Linked DNA regions of Triticum aestivum: regions 1 and 2 are each linked to region 3. The links are chromatin contacts, called in public Hi-C maps. All regions are on one chromosome and are shown on one strand. Each heading gives the region's core, a stretch centred on a gene start, on an enhancer-like site or on the middle of the called end of the contact. The rest is flanking DNA. Distances are from core to core; before and after follow the strand shown. Region 1 holds the start of LOC123053785 (protein CHROMOSOME TRANSMISSION FIDELITY 7). Region 2 holds the start of LOC123053782 (S-adenosylmethionine decarboxylase proenzyme). Region 3 holds the start of LOC123053780 (O-fucosyltransferase 38).

Region 1 (3,108 bases), core at 356-2,855, 460 kb before region 3:
AAAAATGAGAAGGCGATTATTTAATTTGATAAGTAAACAAACCCTCTCGTTTGGATTTAAAGGGCTTGACGGCCGAAACTCTACGACCAAGTGATAACCTCGCATGAAGATTAAATGCATTGTAACCGGTGACCGCATGGAGAAGCAACTTCTAATTGGAGGAAAGAAAACCCATCGCATACATTGGCCGGTGCTCTGTAACGATTTTCTAAAGAGATTAAATTAGGCATTTTTCACGAATGACCCAAAAACAACGAACCTACTCATTGCACCTGGCTTAATAATAATGGACGGAGGTGATAGACACAAGTAAGAGCTAGCTCAATTTACTCACTCAAGGTATATTTTTCTTTTTTCAACAAATGTTCAAAAATTTAAAATGTTTGCGGAAACTCCAAAAAGTTTGAAATTTCTGAAATTATTCGCATTTTTATATATTTTGATAGATTTTAAAAATGTTTGTGATTTCAGAAAATGTTTCTGTTTCAAATTTTGTTGAATCATTAAAAAAAGTCCATATTTTCCAAATTTGTTCGCAAATTCAAAAACATTTCAGGGGATTTCATAAAAAATTTGGGTTCTGAAAAATTGTTCACAATTTCAAAATATTTTCACTTATTTAGGAAACAAAATTCTGTTTTCAAATTTTGCTCATAAATTAAAAAAAATCGTGTTTTCATAACTTGTTCGTAAATTCTTAGGGGAATTTAACAAAATTTTCGCATTTTAAAAAATGTTCATAATTTCAGAAAATGTTCCCCTTTTCAATTATGTTCCTGTTTTTCAATAAATGTTTGCATTTTAAAATAGTTTTTATTCATAGTTTCAAGAAATGTTCAAGTCTCTGAAAATTTGTTAACGTATTTTGGAAATGTTTGTTTTTCAGAACTATTTACTCTTTTTGAAATAAAATCACATTTGAATTTCAAAAAAGTTTACATCTTTCAATGCATATAGTTTATATAAGCGGAGCTGCAATTTTTAGACATCAAATTGAAGAACTACACTGCTTTAGGGGCGTGGTTAACTCGCGCTAGGTGTTGTGTTCGATTGCACTTTAGACATAGACTTTTGCTAGTTGTTTTTATGTTTCGCCACTGCCGGTTGTTTCTTTTAATTAAAGGTCACGCAGCAATTTTAGTACTGAAACATATATGGCCGCACTGGTTAGCAGCGCGGGGTTACATGCTGCCGGTTGCAGGTTCGATTCCCACCCGAGCCGTCTTTTTATAGGACGAAAAACTCAGCGCGAGGCCAGATTATTTTTGGACGAACGAAAATCATTGGTACCATGACGGACGAAAATATATCTGGTCCCACCGCAAACGAAAAAAAGTGGAGAAACAATCCTTCCTTTAATATTACATAAAGATAAAATAAAAATTATTTTAAGAAAAAATCGGCGTATTATTTCTGTAAATTAATAAAATAAATAAATGTACTATTAAAAAAAAGCCTTTCGCGGTTGTTTTGGCGCCCGAATCCCACATCTTCATCTTAGAAACCCGCGCGACGGCCTTCCCATTCCCTGCCCGTCCGATCTCCTCCCCTCGCGGCGTCATCCTCTCATCAGCACCGTCCATTTGCCCGCTTGCCCCCCGGTCAGTCCCCCCCAATCGCTGCTCCCCGTCTTCCTCGTCTCCGCCGGCCGCCGTCGCCTCCCCCACCCACCCACACACACACACACCCCCCCGAGAGCGCGAGAAGATGCAGCCCAAGATCAACACGTTCTTCAAGCGCCAGGCCACGGGGCCGGATTCGAACAGGTTCTTCTTCTCCTTCCCCGCTTGAAGTCGACCACCGCTCGTACCACAAATCTCGCCGGTTCGGAGCCTAGCCTTACAATTGATGCAGAATTACCCCCCGACGCGAAATTTTGACCTGTGTTCGTTCTCATTTCCTTCCAAGTGGAGGGGTGTTTGATGCTTCCAAAATCTTGGAAGTATTCTACACCGAATTGGTGCCTTCCAGATTCACCTTTGGACTGATCCGTGTCGATTGTTTTGGGCAGCGAAGCGACGGAGGCGAAGAGGCTCAAGAGCTGCGGCGACGGCAAGGTCCTCAACAAGAAGAGGAACTACGGGCAGTTCCACCTGGAGCTGGGGCAGCCTGATTTCCTCCTCCACATGTGCGCGGCCTGCGGCATGATGTATGCCCGCGGCAACGACGAGGACGAGAAGGTCCACAGGGCCTACCACAAGAGCTACCTCGAGGGCGTCCCGTTCAAGGTTCATTAGGCCCCGCTTGTTCTTTTGTGAATTGCAGTGACATTGCCCTTGGTTCCTGTGTTTCTATGGTTGGAGAGTTTCTGATCGACGAGTTGCAGGGTTGGCGCGAGGAAACCGTGGTTATGAGGTCCGAGGGTGGTGACCGGATAATTCTAGCAAGCGGTGAAAACTCATGCATACGGAACAGCAAGGTAATTTTTGCCAAACTCACTTTGTCATGTCAGATCCATGACTTTCTGAAGAAGTGCAGACTGTAAGTTAACTGGTAGCTGTAATCTGTGTGTATGCGTCTGTGCTTACTGCTGAAAGCCTGAACCACTTCACAATCAATCCACATTTTGACATTAGAAACGCAGATGCAAATTGCACAGATTTTGAGATTTAGGATGCAACCATTTAATATCATGTACATATTTCAGGTTCAGGAGGTGATCAAAGTGGTGGAGAAGGAGCTGGGGTTTGGTGAAGGCCAGCTCCTTCATAAGCTCTGCAAGGTAAGTTACAGTCGTAATTCCTGTGTATATAAGATATAACCGCATAAATGCAATATGTTTTGTGTTACTGAAAAAAGAACATCTCTGTTGCATAGGTGTATCTGTTTGTATCTGGCGGGAGGATAGCGGGGTGTCTAGTTGCCGAACCGATAAAAGCAGCACACGAAGTTATTCCAAGCTCTGCATCGGAAAACCGAAGCAATTTGCCGGACAATAAAACTGAATCAGCACAGGCAAAGCATACATTGGAGTTTGGGAAAATAAGCTTCAAGAGGGAAGTCCTACGACGGCATAATCACCCCGACAAGAGTAAAGAAGAGTGCCAGGGCCCTGGTGCCATAGTCTGTGAAGAAGAAGCTGTGCCCGCGCTCTGCGGATTCCGGGCA
Region 2 (2,970 bases), core at 170-2,669, 280 kb before region 3:
AGATGAGGACGCCCCCGCAGGGGAGCTCCTGCTCCACAACGTTGTTGCAGTCGTATGCCTCAGCTTCGAGCTTCTTGCCCCAGGTGGCGGCGTGGCCACGGCCACCGAAGATGGTGACCGCCACAGAGAACTCTGAAGGGCCAAAGCACCGGAGGACCCTCTTGACGATGTCGCCGTAGGCCAGGGCGGAGGCGTCCATGCCCATGACCTCGTAGCTCGCGTAGCTGAAGCCGTCCTCGGGGGTCACATGGATGGTGGAGACGGCAGATCCGTTGATGGCGTTCATGGAGTAGCCGCAGGGCTCGAAGTCGAAGTCACAGACCTCCATCTCAGGGATAATGTCAGAGATTCCAGAGAGCTTGGTCATCTCCTTGGCACAGGAAACGTGGCCATCAGCTTGAGTCTTGAAGAAGACAGAGGCCTTCTTCTTGTCCAGCCCAGTCATGCACATCTCCAGGGTGACCATGGGCTGCTCAGGTTGCTCGGTGGCATAGTAGATGTGCCACTTCTGGCCAGGCTTCGCTGGGTCTCCGATCACATAAGCATTGCCACCAGACTTCAGGTGGCCGAAGTAGCGGTTCAGGACATCAACCTCCTCAGAGAAGCTCCTGTGGGGAGCAGGCTGTGCGCCGGGGAAGATGAACATCCCACGAGAGTACTTGACGGCAGCAAGCGGCATGCACAGCTCTTCAGCAAGCTCAAGAATCCTAGGAATGGTGAGCAGGAGCATGGTAGTCCCACAGGTCTTGATCACAATCTTCTGAGAATAGATGAACAGGCTGGACTCAGATAGCACATACGAGTCGAAGTCCTTGTTGGAGAGCTCGGACACAATGGTGCACCGTGCAAGATCAAGAACAGAGTCAATCTGGGCCCTAGAGAGGGCGCGCAGGCCACGACCATGAGGGTCGGCAAAGATCGATGCCTCGGAGAAGGTGATCTCGAGGCGCTTCTCGTAGCCCTCGAACCCGATTGCAGAGGTCGGGGCAGCCATTGTTGCAGTTTGAGTCAGAAAGCAGAGCAGAGAGGAACAGAGGGAGTAAGACTAGAGAACTGGTCGATTATCGTGAAGCAGGCCAGAGAGATTGGTGGGAGAAAAGAGTCAGAATAAAATTGCATAAAAATCCTAAACTACGGGAAGGGGATGCCAAAAACGATATCAGGATGGCTTCTTCGCGCACTGCAGGAGATGAAAAAATGTCACATGGTTAGCAACAAATCTGGAGATAAAATGTCTAAACAGAAGTGAGACTCGTGTTTGAGAATTGTCCTTACGTTCGAGTATGCAGCAGAGAACTTCTTGGCGCCTCCAGCAGGTCGAACGTCTTCAATGCTGTAGCCGAGGGGAGCTTCGTACATCAGGGAACTACTACTGCTAGACTTTTTGCCACCCTTTGACTCCATTAGCACATTCACTAACTGCAAAATGATAAGAGGGGTTAGACAACAGATTCTAGCAAAACTTTCATGGATAGATTCTAATAGTCACAGCAGGGACGGAATGCTGTAGAACATAACAGGCCTAGAATCATATTGGAAAATTCAACCACGAACATGTGTGCCGTATGAAACTTTGTGACTCTACGGGAGCAGATGCATATTTTAAAATTAATTTTACACAATTTAATTCAAATAAAATCATCCATGATGCCATAAGCCACGGCAAATTCTTACGCGTTGGATTTTTGACTTGCTAAACATTATAACGGCCAACAGCTTTTCCAGCAAACCAAAACTAACTACGAGCAATCCATCTACAAGGCATAGCTCAACGAATACATCCCAGATCTAGATGCAAACTACTACTACTACCAGAGATCAATTCTCTGGCAGAAACTAGCGCACATAATCATACGGTAAAAGGAAAACAACTACAGCGCATAACAACATGACCTAGAAACAAGAGATCCACAGACTACCGCAGATAGGGAATTATCTGGGTTGGCCGAAGAAACTTACAGGTTCCTGGGAAAAATTGTATGGTAACCCCGATCCCGAGCGCGCCCGCTTGTTCCGATTCCGATCTCAAGAATTCCCCCTCTCCCGACACAGATCTCGAGCACTCCCAACGAGTTCTGCTCTCTCTTTTTTTCTTATCTAGCTGTGGTGGCGGCGGCGAGACGGTGGGGGTGGGAGGAATTCTTGTGCAACGAGTTTGCGTGCGGCTGAGGGAGGAACCCTCGTCCCGGCCCGTTATTTATAGCTCCGCTTAGCGGAGGCGGGCTCCCGTGGCCGCCACGGAAGGACCCGGCCCGCGCGGAGGCCCGTGAGCCGGGTGGACGCGCCGCGGGGCCCGCCCCGGGGTGGGATTCGCGGCTGTGAGCGACCGTCCACGGTGCGCCGGGTCTAGATGGAGTGGCTGGTGGAGGTCGCTCACGTGCTTCTCTGAGGTTCCGACGGTTTCCGCAGCGCGTTGGGATTGACAGCTGGGGACGCGTGGGATTCGCGGCTGTGGTGCCTCCGGCTCACGGTGGACCGGGCGCGGGGAAGCCTCTCGGGGTTGGGGCGCTTCTGTGAGGTTCGGACTGCTTCTGGGGGAGGACAGGTGGGGTCCACCTGTCGGGGCTGCGATCGGGGCACGTTCTGGCTGACTCGGACGTGGGGTAGGCTTTGAAGATTCGGATGCCCAATAATTGCTCGGCGTGGTTTTGAAGTTTCGTGACTAGACGGCATGTGCGACTTGTTTTCCGCTGCGAACAAGCCAGGAATCTGTTTACCATGCCGAATTTTAACTCCTCGAGCCAAAAACTCTGGACAATACTCCACCACTCAAAAGCGTATCAAGATTATTCTGTGGGAAATGTTATCCGCCGAACGTTTCGCCAGGGGCCAATCCTAACGAACGCTCTCAAAACCTCCCTCCAAATTAAACAAAATGTTATGGTAGTTTTGCAAAATGCTACCCAAACTCGCCCAACACATATAACACGTCATTCGGGGGTCGCAAATGCAACCCTACCTGGCGAACTG
Region 3 (2,779 bases), core at 40-2,539:
TCGAGTGAAGGTCCCAGGCAGATAACTTGCCGAAGTTGTTGTCTATAAAGTACATGCCTTCGAAAGCGCAGAAGTCTGGCCTCTCGTTGAAGGAGATGGCAAGGATCCGAGCCTCTACCATCTTGGAGGCGAAGTAGAGGGCGTCAAGGGCGAGATCCCAACCTGATGTGAAGCCACCGACCTTGGTTGACAAGGCCATCCCGGTCCACTGAAAGGATCCGCGCGCGCAACCCTACGCGACTACCATAAAGTGGAGATCTACCCGGTTTTGAGGATTGGGGGGCGGGGGTGTTAAAATCATACCAAATTCGAGTTCGGTGGTTATTCGTCAAGCGTGCCGCATTTTGGGGAGCGGTTGTGTCTCGTCTGCAGTGACACACAAGCACGTATTAATGGGCTGAGCCATAATCATGTAGGCACACATACACCCGTTTTTGTTGGTTTTATTTTTTTTTCATATTTAAAAAAATTAAATACATATATTCCAAAAAACTTAATGTACATAATTTTGTAGAAAACACCGTGAATTGGAAAATTGCTAATGCAGTGTAATATTTTTGTTAGTGTAATTTTTATAAAATGTTGATACCAGTCAAAATAATTTCTCTGACATTAAAAAAATGTTCATGCATCTCGAAAAACCATACATGATTTTTTTAAAATATTTTATAGAATGTAAAACATATTTTTCTTACCGTTCAAAAGAAATGTAAGTTTTACTTTAAAATATTCACACATTTTAAAAAATATGTTTGTGACTTTTAAGAAATTTTTTATTTATTTTTGACGTATCATTCCAAAAAAAAAATTCAGCGTGTGTTGGAAAATTGTTTAACACGTATTCCAAAAATGTTCAAAAACATGTATTTAATTTTTTAAACATGGATAAAAATATTTATATGAATATTTAAAATTTATAATATGTGTGGAAAAAATGACTTCATAATTAATACTTTAAAAAATTTGATCATGTATTTTAAAAAGGTAAACGTGTATAAAAAATGTTTCTGACGTATACGAGAAATGTACAATGTGTACAGAATAATTGGACATGTTTTGAAATGCAAGTAAAAATAAAAAACGGAAGAAAACCGGTGAAAGATACAAAGAAAACCAAAAAATGCGAAGAAAAAGTAAAAATGAGAACGAAAATAATAACAATAACCGTACAAAACCGAAAGAGAAAAAGAAAAAAACTCGCCCAGTGGGAGCTACAGTATTGGGCCGTTCCACTAGCCTTGCGCAGGAGGCGAGCCGGAGCCGCCGCGGGGGCTTGTGGGCTCTCTCTCCCTCTCTCCCAAAGCCGTGGGCTCTCTTTCCCTCTCTCCCCCAAAGCCCCCGGCCATGGCGAGCCGCCGCGGAGCGCCTCCGCTGCCCCTCAGGCTCCGGCGGCTCCTCCGGTCGCCGATCTCCCGCTGCGCTTGCTTCATAGTCGCATTAACGGTGCTCCTTGTCGTCCTCTCACTTCGCCAGATCGCCCGCGTCGACCTGCCCCGCTCGGACCTGCCCCACCAGGCCCGTTTCCTGATGCTTCCCCTTCACCTTTGTGTCTGTTAGTACTGTTTTTCCCCGCACTAGTTTGTGCGTTAGGCTTCGGTTTTCGATGCGATGCAGGTCTTGTTTGCACAAATTTCTCTAGGCATGTGCCCCCGCTGGTAATTTCATCTCATTTCTTGTGATGCGCCATGCCTTTTATGCAAAGTAGACCAGGATGAAAGTGTTCAATTATTCTTCCTATTGTTGAAACTAAAGGTTGGTGCAGTTGCTAGACAAACCATCTCGACATCCTGTGAGTGTTGAGCCAGCGAAACTTGAGGATGGTGTATGATTTAATTGTCATACAGTTAGATGCCTGTTTATTTTTTACCCCTTTTTAGTGAAAAGCTCAAATGCCTGGTGTGAAGTGTATTTCTGATGACTTTGAATACGTTGTTAAGAAACATAGTGCTACGTAATGCTCAGTATCCCCTTATAAATTTCTATTTCTTGGATGTTACTTGTATAACAACTTACCATACATATGCATTTGAAAATGAGAAGACCTAACTTCTTATAGAAATCCAAAATTACTTCATGTGCTGGCTAGCCATTTTCTTTAGATGAAACTAATATTGACTCAGTGTATTCATGGTACTGAACTGGAGTTTTAACTGATGTTCAGGTGCCGAATGAGCAGCTGTGGGTTTCTAATGGCTACGGTTATCATGCTTGTGTCACACCAACCCACAGATATATTGGTATTTTTTTTCTTATGCAGCATTTTTTTAAAACATACCGTGATTCCTACTCTGTTTACTAAGTTGAGTTGCTCTAATTGTTTGTAAATTGGTAAGTGTTTGTTGCTGGCGGTATGAAGTTGGAATTTGGTAGAAACTACCATCGTCAGCCACGCTTGGTGGTTTTTTTTTGTCTACTAATGAAAATATTACTAGACTATTTAGTCTCCAGTAGGTTTAAATGTGTTTTATTTATAAAAGGATGTCTTCTCAACAGCGCTACTGTTTTGTGAATGTCTCTCTTTTCGAGTAACTAGTGTCTAAACGGAGCAATCTAATGTATATAACTACAATGGTGATATGGCTTAATTAGGATTCTGCACTAGGAGTAAACTTTAGAATAAACAGAGATATAGCGCTTTGTTCAGAGATCAGTTTTACATATATACTCTCTATATGCTTTGCGGTCCTAATTTCTCCTTTAGTGTAACTACCTTTGATCTTCTTAATTCTTATATGTAAGTCAAACATCTAGGTGCAGATGTGCAGTATCTTACATTTGA

Evidence for each region. Hi-C and Micro-C count contacts between places; a contact is called where the count stands out from the background.
Region 1: a Hi-C map of leaf shows a contact between it and region 3, with 10 times the contacts expected there. The contact joins the promoter of LOC123053785 here to the promoter of LOC123053780 in region 3. A contact is called at or near these places in 2 of 5 Hi-C or Micro-C datasets (both in leaf).
Region 2: a contact with region 3 is called in a Hi-C map of leaf, with 8 times the contacts expected there. The contact joins the promoter of LOC123053782 here to the promoter of LOC123053780 in region 3. A contact is called at or near these places in 5 of 5 Hi-C or Micro-C datasets (leaf, root and an unstated tissue) and 1 of 1 datasets of contacts at active chromatin or transcription factors (leaf).

What each region holds. Positions count from the first base shown.
Region 1 is chr2D:453,778,440-453,781,547 of IWGSC CS RefSeq v2.1, reverse strand. It overlaps LOC123053785 (protein CHROMOSOME TRANSMISSION FIDELITY 7), which reads left to right and starts at 1,605. Exons shown (of 6, transcript XM_044477336.1): 1 at 1,605-1,766; 2 at 2,012-2,228; 3 at 2,327-2,419; 4 at 2,648-2,722; 5 at 2,818-3,108. The coding sequence starts at 1,708.
Region 2 is chr2D:453,605,278-453,608,247 of IWGSC CS RefSeq v2.1, reverse strand. LOC123053782 (S-adenosylmethionine decarboxylase proenzyme) reads right to left here and starts at 1,419. Exons shown (of 2, transcript XM_044477333.1): 1 at 1,276-1,419; 2 at 1-1,180. The coding sequence starts at 994.
Region 3 is chr2D:453,323,117-453,325,895 of IWGSC CS RefSeq v2.1, reverse strand. LOC123053780 (O-fucosyltransferase 38) reads left to right here and starts at 1,289. Exons shown (of 12, transcript XM_044477330.1): 1 at 1,289-1,515; 2 at 2,162-2,237. The coding sequence starts at 1,345.